Regions from separate parts of the Sus scrofa genome. Here region 2 is linked to region 1. Evidence: chromatin contacts called from public HiChIP or PLAC-seq data. All regions are on one chromosome and are shown on one strand. The core of a region is the stretch at or near the end of the contact, and the rest is flanking DNA. Distances in the headings are between cores, read along the strand shown. Region 1 has its middle 250 kb from the start of RPLP1. Region 2 has its middle 60 kb from the start of TLE3.

Region 1 (3,983 bases), core at 808-3,307:
ATGTGTCCTGAACTCAAGTGGGGCCAGAGAATGGGGGGTGTTTATTTCTCCAAAATGTCAATAGACATGTTAAGCAACTTAGGGGAATCCAAGACCTTCCCTGGGGGCCCCTGGTGATTAATCATTCTCTTTCCACAGGAGGACCCCTCTCAGAGGACTGGGAGGAGGGGGAGAAGTGGCCTGGCAAGCCAGACACACAAAAGTGTTCTCATGTACATTTAGGAAACAACAACAATTTAAGAGCCCATTGGACTCCATTCTGTAGGACTTATCAGAACCATTCATATGCTGCTGTGCTTGGTGGTCTCCCAGTAAGAGATAAAACACACAATATTTTCCAGACTTATTGGACCACAGATTTATTTTTCCTTGTAGTGTGAGAGGCCTGGGTGCCACCATGCCACATTTCGGGAAATGTGGCTGCAGACGCCACTTGTTTCTTGGGAGGTGGCGTGGTGGATTGGCAAGATGAAAGGCTTAGTTTTACCATGTAAGGGGGTCAGGTGACCTTGGACAAATTCCTAAGCCTCAGTTTCCCATCTCCCCAAGAAGGGGGATAATATGCTGATCTCTGTTGATGTGAGGATAAAATGAGGATGTAGATGCACACAGCAGATCTTTCCAAGCAAGTTAGCTATGATGCAAGTGTAAAACCCTGTACAGCAAAAGATGTACGTGATGTGGGATTTGCATGAAAAGATCAATAGAAAAGTAACTTTTCACATGAACAAAGGATTCTCTGAGTCACAAAGGGACCCTTAAGATTTCTCTAAGTTGCCAATCCTGGCTGGCCTCTCCCTGACAGGCTGATGTAAAAGAGAGCACACGGTAAAATACTTTGCCCTATCAGAAATATGTCTATTTACAAAACGAAACTGAGGAGTGGAATTGTGTGAGTTCACCCTGCTGCTCATCAAGGTCCTTTTAGAGTCTCTGGACAAGAGGCCAGATGAGCCCCACAGGTAATTAAGGCCCCAGGCCTTCAACTTCTCTGTTCGTGTTTTCCTCTCACAGTCACCCTGGGTGAGCTCCTCACAGACTCATCCCCACATGCCCAGGCCGAGTGCATACCAATCTCCAGCTGCCTGGGTTTGGCTCTTCCTTCCTTGTTGGTTTCTCCCCAATGATCTGTTCTGCCCATGGTCTTTAGGGATAGAACTAAAGATCTATTCCCCAGGCTTGCTTTCTGGAGGTAGGTGTGGCCATGAGACAAAGTTCTACCAATAATATATGAGGGAATGAGGCAGGTGCAAATTCTATGTCATGCCTGTCCTTAGTGGAGATGGCATTTTCTCTGCTTCCTCTTTTCTTCTTTCTGTAGATGGGACTCATGTTATGAGGGCAGGTGCTGGAGCAGCTATCTTGGACCATAGCATAAAAATTAATAGAGAAGGACAGAGCAGTAAGACACATGGGTCCTGGGTCTTCAAAACTATGAAACTGTCATATTAGCTCTGGACTGCTTAAGTTATTGCTGTTACATAAGGAGAAATAAACTTCCATTGTGTTTAAGCCATCGTTATTTGGCCTTTAGTTACAGCAGCTGAACTCCTTTACTTTGCTTAGCTACTTCTAACCATCCTTCAAAACCTACCCAAAGGCCACCTCCCCCGGGAAGCATCCCTTGATTATACCTGTGATACCTTACCTCACATACCACATTGCCCAACCCAAATCTTGACACACTAAATTCTATTTTATTTAGTGTCATTCGTTCCAGTGTAGAGTGTGGCACACCTCAGGAAGCAAGGAAAGACAGTTAAGGAGTTGGGTTATATGACCTTAACTGGTTCACGATCGGTTTGGCATCCTTTGCCAGCGTAGTACCTTTCAGACAGGGCTGTACTCCGCTGTAGGGCAAGGCTGGGTCACAGACCTCTGTCACCACCATTCACAGAGTAGAACACTCAACTGAGACTCAGGGGCTTTGCTTCCATGTTGTGAAAAGAAACTGATGGGAAATAAGGCCAGCCAAGGTGGGGTGTGGTAGGGGACAGTCCCGGTGCTGAGCCCTTAAATACAACCTGATGTCAGAGAACGCTGTGACATGTAACCTGAGAAAGGTCCTGCTATAATCGGATTCTTCCGACATGGAAAAATAAGGCAGGCTGACTGCCGCCACCACGGAGAGGTGACAAATGTTTGACCTCGGGTGTGAGGATGACTGATTCTGTGCTGTCATGGGGAGAAACGCACACCTGTTCCTGCTGGAATACAGTCAACCCTGACCAGCCACCCTCGGATAGACCAGCTGGAGCCCTAGAAAAAAAAATGCATCACGGTGGCTGTTACACAGCAAAGCTACTGAGCAGCTGCCCAAGCTGGACTAGTCTGCCTCACGAGGTAGTGAGCTCCTTGACCCTACAAGTAATCAAGCCAGATGACCACTGGCAGTAATAATTTAAGGAGATTCCAGCCTCATGTTGGAGAAGGAGATTACACTGAATGGCCTGAGGCTTTATAAGAGTCTGATTTCTCAAATTACAGTGTAGCTCTCCTCTCAACACTCTCCCTGAAAGGCAGATAGATAACCCTGTGAACAGAAATGGACAAGCAAGGTTGACCCATGGCTGTGAGGGAGCTAGGTTTAGATCTTGGGGTCTATTCCAGTCTGTGGTTGTGTCCCATCTTCTGTGTGCATGAGCAGCCTGGGTCAAGTCAGTTGACCTCTCTGAGCCTCAGTTTCTTCCTCTGTGAAATGAGGATAATACCAAATCCTTCATGACCTTAAAAGGATGACAAGATTAATGTCTGGCCCATGATCAGTGCTTGAAAACGAAGCAGGAGCCCTGATGATCCCGGCCAGGATCTCAGTTCTAACATGACTTCTTTAGGAACGCTGTCCCTGACCACACTCCCCCGAAGGGAGAAGCAAGCTATCCTAATACGTACCCCTAGCATCATATCTTCTCACACTTTATGGGACCATGAATTGTTATGACTTTCCAATTTTGACAAACTGGGATTTTGCTGGTCGGTGTTCCTAGCCACAGACACATAATCCACTCAGCTAGTTTAACCAGGAAGGGATTTGTGGAGGAAAATAGAGCTTGGGGAATCACCTGGGGAGTGGAAGTGACATTCTTAGGCTGGGCTTCCAGGGGTGAGTCCCAAAAGCACAGCCCAGAACTGGCTTCCAGTGGAACTGCTGCCTCTGCCTCGGATCAGAGGGCTCCAGAGCAGGAACAGCTGTCCTGACTCATGGCTCCAGAACCACGCCGCTTCTACCCAGATCTGTGCTGGCAAAACCGGAGCTCCAAGCTCCCTGCCTTCCCCCATGTGACTCAGCTTTGACTCGCACTCCCAGCAGCTCACCCCATTAACAGAGCCCAAACCACACCAAGAATCCATACTGTAAGGGAGTCATGGTTTTTCGCTGTCCGCTATCTAGACTTACTAGAAGGAGGTGGAATATGTTTTAAACTAGCAGTAGACCAAATTGAGACCCCTGATAATAGTCAACCCCCTGTCATGGGGGAATGAAGTAGGAGTATGGGATTAATAGATACACATCACTGAATATAAAATAAACAACAAGGACCTATGGTAGAGCACAGGGAACTATGTTCAATACCTTGTAATAACCCACGATGGAAAAGAATCTGAAGCTGCACACCTGAAACTAACACAACATTGTAAGACCACCATAGTTTAATAAAGGTTTATAAAAAATGTTCAACCCTTTGACTCTAGCAGATGCTCTCCTGGGAATCCACATGAAGGAAATCGTGAGTGATATAAACAGTATGTGTGTATAAAGAGGAAGGAAGGAGGGACGAAAGGGAGGATTGGAAAAGGAAAAAGGGAGGGAGGAAGAGGTCAAACAAAATCCATGAACAGGAGGTTGGTTAAATAAATTTTGGAACAATCACATGGAAAAGTATTTTGACCAATAGAAATGAGGTTTTTGAGTAAATTTTCAATAACATTAAGGGGGCAAAGACAAACTAATATGTACTGTATGATCTCGGTGTTATAAGGAC
Region 2 (3,983 bases), core at 1,024-3,523, 370 kb before region 1:
GCCCTTATTATGCCATAGACAATATGTATACAAATGGGTGTGACTGTGTTCTAATAAAACTTTACGAAAATAGGTAGTTATTTGTCTGGAAGCTCTAGATTGGCAGTTGCTGGTCTGGAGAAAGTCAGAGCCAGAGCAAGGGAAGGGGCAGTGAGAACAGACAGAGCCAGGTGAACAGGGGAGGGATAATAGAAGAGGTCCTGAGCTCATGGAAGGATGATGGAGGGAGCAAGAAAACTGGTGGGCTCCCCCTCCACAATGTTGGTGGCCTGAACCTCCTGGCCTAGAATGCCTCCCCTTCTACTAGCCTGGTTTCCATGTTTCAAACTCCTAAAGGGGCTCTCCCATTCCGTCCATACCCTTGACGAGGGTGGGGACCAGAGCAGACTGCCTTAGGTGGGAAGCTTGTGGTAGCAGCACAGTCTCAGGAGCCTAGAGGGAGCTGAGTTCCAGTCCCACCCCTGCCGTGAACATGCTGTGTGACCTTCTATTGGATGACAGACAGCCGTAGCCCCAGGGCCTCCCCTACAAGCCATGGGGCATCACAAGATGAAGCTAGGGACAGATCTACACCAACTCTGTGCTGTGCCCCCATCCCTTCCAGCTCCTGCTGACCTCCGCAGCCTCTTCCCCAGAGCTAAGGCACGCAACCCAGTTCATGCCTCTGGCACTCCAGGCTGTCTCTGCAGCTTCTATCTCTTTGATGCGTCATACTTTCCCATAGCCAGAAGGGCCTTTGAGATCACCTAGTTAACCCTCTCAGTTTTCTTTAAGTTTTTTTGTTTGTTTTGTTTTGGCCGCACCTGCCACATAGGGAAGTTCCCAGGCCAGGGATTGAACTCATGCCTCCATGGAGACCCAAGCCACTGCAGTCGGATACTTAACCCACTGTACCAAAATGGGAATGCCTACCATCTTTTTTTTTTTTTTCCTGGTCTTTTTTAGGGCCACAACCACAGCATATGGAGGTTCCCAGGCTAGGAGTCAAATCACAGCTGTAGCCACTGGCCTATGCCACAACCATGCCAGATCTGAGCTGCGTCTGTGACCTACACCATAGCTCGTAGCAACGCCGGATCCTTAACCCACTGAGTGAGTCCAAGGATCAAAACTGCATCCTCATGGATACTAGTCAGATTCATTTCTGATGAGCCATGATAGGAACGCCTACCCTCTCATTTTTTAATGAGGAAACTGTGGCCCAGGAACGGAAAGGGACTTCCTCTAAGTCACAGGTAGATGTCCTGACTGACAGCCCATGCCCTGCCCGTCTCTCTGCCTCTGAGGAAGCCCCACCCTCAATCTATAGAATACAAATACTGCATCAAACAATATAATAATTCTTGGTGAGAAGTATTAAAAAAAAAAAAAATAGTATCCTTTCCTCCCGCCAAACAGAGCCCTATCTTAACACCCATGACGCAGCAAACAAATTATGGGAATGCAGCCCCCTTTGGGCCTCACAGCTGGGTGCCTCATGCAGTAAACAACCTGCACAGCCTTACCCAGAGGTCTGGGCCCATGCCTAGTAGCAGGGATTGCTGTTAACCTTGGCCAGCCCCAGATCACAGACCCATGTGGAGACATCAGAGACTACTCAGCTCACAGGTCATCCTTACCAAGCAGGAGTACATGCTCAGCATCATACCGGAAATCTAGATTTTGGAAACCTATAGTGTGCAAATGTTGGCAAGGGATTCCTTTTTTTAAAAAATGCAGTGCAGGCTGATTCTGTGCAGACCACAAGGACAAGTCTGTGGGCCAACAGAGTTTTGCCATTCAACTCCTCCAAACCCCTCAGGAAACAGATGTGAGATGACAGAGAAGTGACTTGTCCAAGGTGACACCTCGAGCCGGTGACAGGCTGTCTTCCAGCCTTCCCCGAGGCCTGTGACCCACACTGCGCCTGCACTTCACAAGTCAGCCCGAATTGCACACACACCTCCCGACCTGGCCCCGTCCCCAGCTGATATTTTTACCAAATGTCACAGCAGTTTGCAGGAAGGCCCAGGGTCTGGCGTGAGCCAGTAAATTATGATTGCTTGCCAGGGAGCTGTAAACAGGATTCTGATTAATGAATTCCTTAATGGTTGGGCCTGAGTGCCGACGTTGTCTGAGTGTCACCCTGGGCAGACACACAAGGAAGAGTTGGCTGGTGGGGGGTGGGGGGGAAGATTTGTGTCATGTTTTTGCCTCGGAAAGGGAAGGCTAAACCTGCTGGCGCCCAGCGCCTGAATAACCACTCCTCCCTCCTCCTAATCGTGCGCCTGCCCCATCTGAGTTCACGCCAGCTGACGTGTGCATAAGACCAGCGAGAGAGATGATGGATCCTCGGGTGAAAATAGAATTGGCTGGCCTCCACAGTGATCTCAAGAAACTTGAACATGCCCTTATCTGAATCCAAACAAAGAGCCGAGAAGCCTTCTTCCTGACGCTGACTGCCTTGCATCTGGCGGGACCCCCGAGACCTGAGCAGGAAGCTCTGGCTCAAGTCCTCTCTTGTTGAAGATGGGAAACCCGGGCAGCAGGAGCCAGACTCAAACCTGTCCAGAACCCCCAAGGATCTGAGAAGAAAGCAAACATGGGAGAGTCACTGATGAAGGGATGGTCCCACTGTGTGACCTTGGACCAGTCTCCTGACCACTCTGGACCTTGTGTTCTGCTCTGCGAAATGAAAGACCCGGAACACGTGATTCACTCAGTTCTCTGTGCTGGGGCAGGTGAGGGCAAAGCTAAGGCCAAAGAGGGGTGACAAGTAATCCACACAAGTGGCTACTTCCTGTCCCATCCCCAAGGCCAAAGTCACTGGTCAACCTGGCTTTCCTTGCCACTGAGTGGGGAGTAGCCTCACAGGCTTTTTCTGTGCAGGACTCAGGGTTGCTGCCACCAATCAGTCTCGGGCAGAAAGTATGAGAAAAGTGGTTTGCCCTCCCTGAACTGGAATATCTGTCTTCTTTGCTTTAGCCTAAGTGTGGCAGCTTGTGTGATGGAGAGAGCACTGGACTGGGAGTCAAGAGACCCAGAGAACTGTCAAGGCTCTGCAGTTAGCTCCCTTGGGTGGGATGTCCTGGAGTTTCGTCAGTCTTTTCTTGCTCGGGGTTCATGGACCAGTAAAAGCAGTGTCATCTAATTATAGTATCAGTGGGCATTCATGTATCAGGCACTGTGCAAACACTTTAGTGCATTTTCTCATGTCATCGTAATCCCTGACAAGAGAGGATTGCTGTTGTCCCATTTCGTGGGGAAGGAAATTGAGATTCAGACAGATTAAGTAAAAAAGCCCAAGTTCACAACTAGTAAGCATCCCAGTGGTCAAACCCAGGCATCATGTGACACATTAAATATGCCCATAAAGTCTTTGAGGCCCCTCCCATCAAGGAATGGAATTCCTGCCCCCGCCCCTTGAATCTGGAGTCACTGTGACTAACAGAATGTGACAAAAGGGATATTGTGTAAGTTCTGCAGCCCAGGCCTCATAAGACCTCACAGCTGCCAGTTTTGCCCCTTGGTCTATCCTGAGCATGAAGGACACTTGGAGGAGAACCACGGCTCTCCTGTGAACAGCTCACATCAGATGTGCAAGTCAGGCCAGGGCTGAACTTCCAGCCCTGCAGATCCTCCAGCGAATCCAGCAAAATGCAGCTGAGGGTCTAGAATGACCCCTCTAGAATTACATAAAGTGTACACTTACATGGTGGCCCTGGAAATAGCTGCTATTGGTCCCACCTTTCCCAGGTGAGGAAACCAAGACCCACAGCTCAAGAGAAACCAGCATTGGCACTGCCCAGCCACTTCCCAGAATTGTGAGAAATAAACCACCTTGTTTGTAGAGGTACTTGTTACACAGCAATAGCTAACTGATACATAATCTTACTCCAGGGCCACACTCTGAATATTGCTGGTGTACCTCACAAGAGGCAACTCATAGTAAGAAGTAAGAGTATGGTCTCTGGAGACAGACGACCTGGCTTCAAATCCAAACT

What was found. HiChIP or PLAC-seq counts read pairs in DNA pulled down with a chosen protein or histone mark.
Region 2: an H3K27ac HiChIP or PLAC-seq map of skeletal muscle shows a contact between it and region 1, with 6 times the contacts expected there. The contact joins two enhancer-like sites. A contact is called at or near these places in 1 of 47 Hi-C or Micro-C datasets (skeletal muscle) and 1 of 2 datasets of contacts at active chromatin or transcription factors (skeletal muscle).

Annotation. Positions count from the first base shown.
Region 1 is chr1:167,544,420-167,548,402 of Sscrofa11.1, reverse strand. No RefSeq gene overlaps it. Among named protein-coding and RNA genes, the nearest start is that of RPLP1, 250 kb to the right of the region's middle. Within about 2 kb of position 2,057, at least 5 of the 83 cell types and tissues checked have an H3K27ac peak or open chromatin away from gene starts, as enhancers often do. A contact at or near this core is called in skeletal muscle, where this site is marked.
Region 2 is chr1:167,913,656-167,917,638 of Sscrofa11.1, reverse strand. No RefSeq gene overlaps it. Among named protein-coding and RNA genes, the nearest start is that of TLE3, 60 kb to the right of the region's middle. Within about 2 kb of position 2,273, at least 17 of the 83 cell types and tissues checked have an H3K27ac peak or open chromatin away from gene starts, as enhancers often do. A contact at or near this core is called in skeletal muscle, where this site is marked.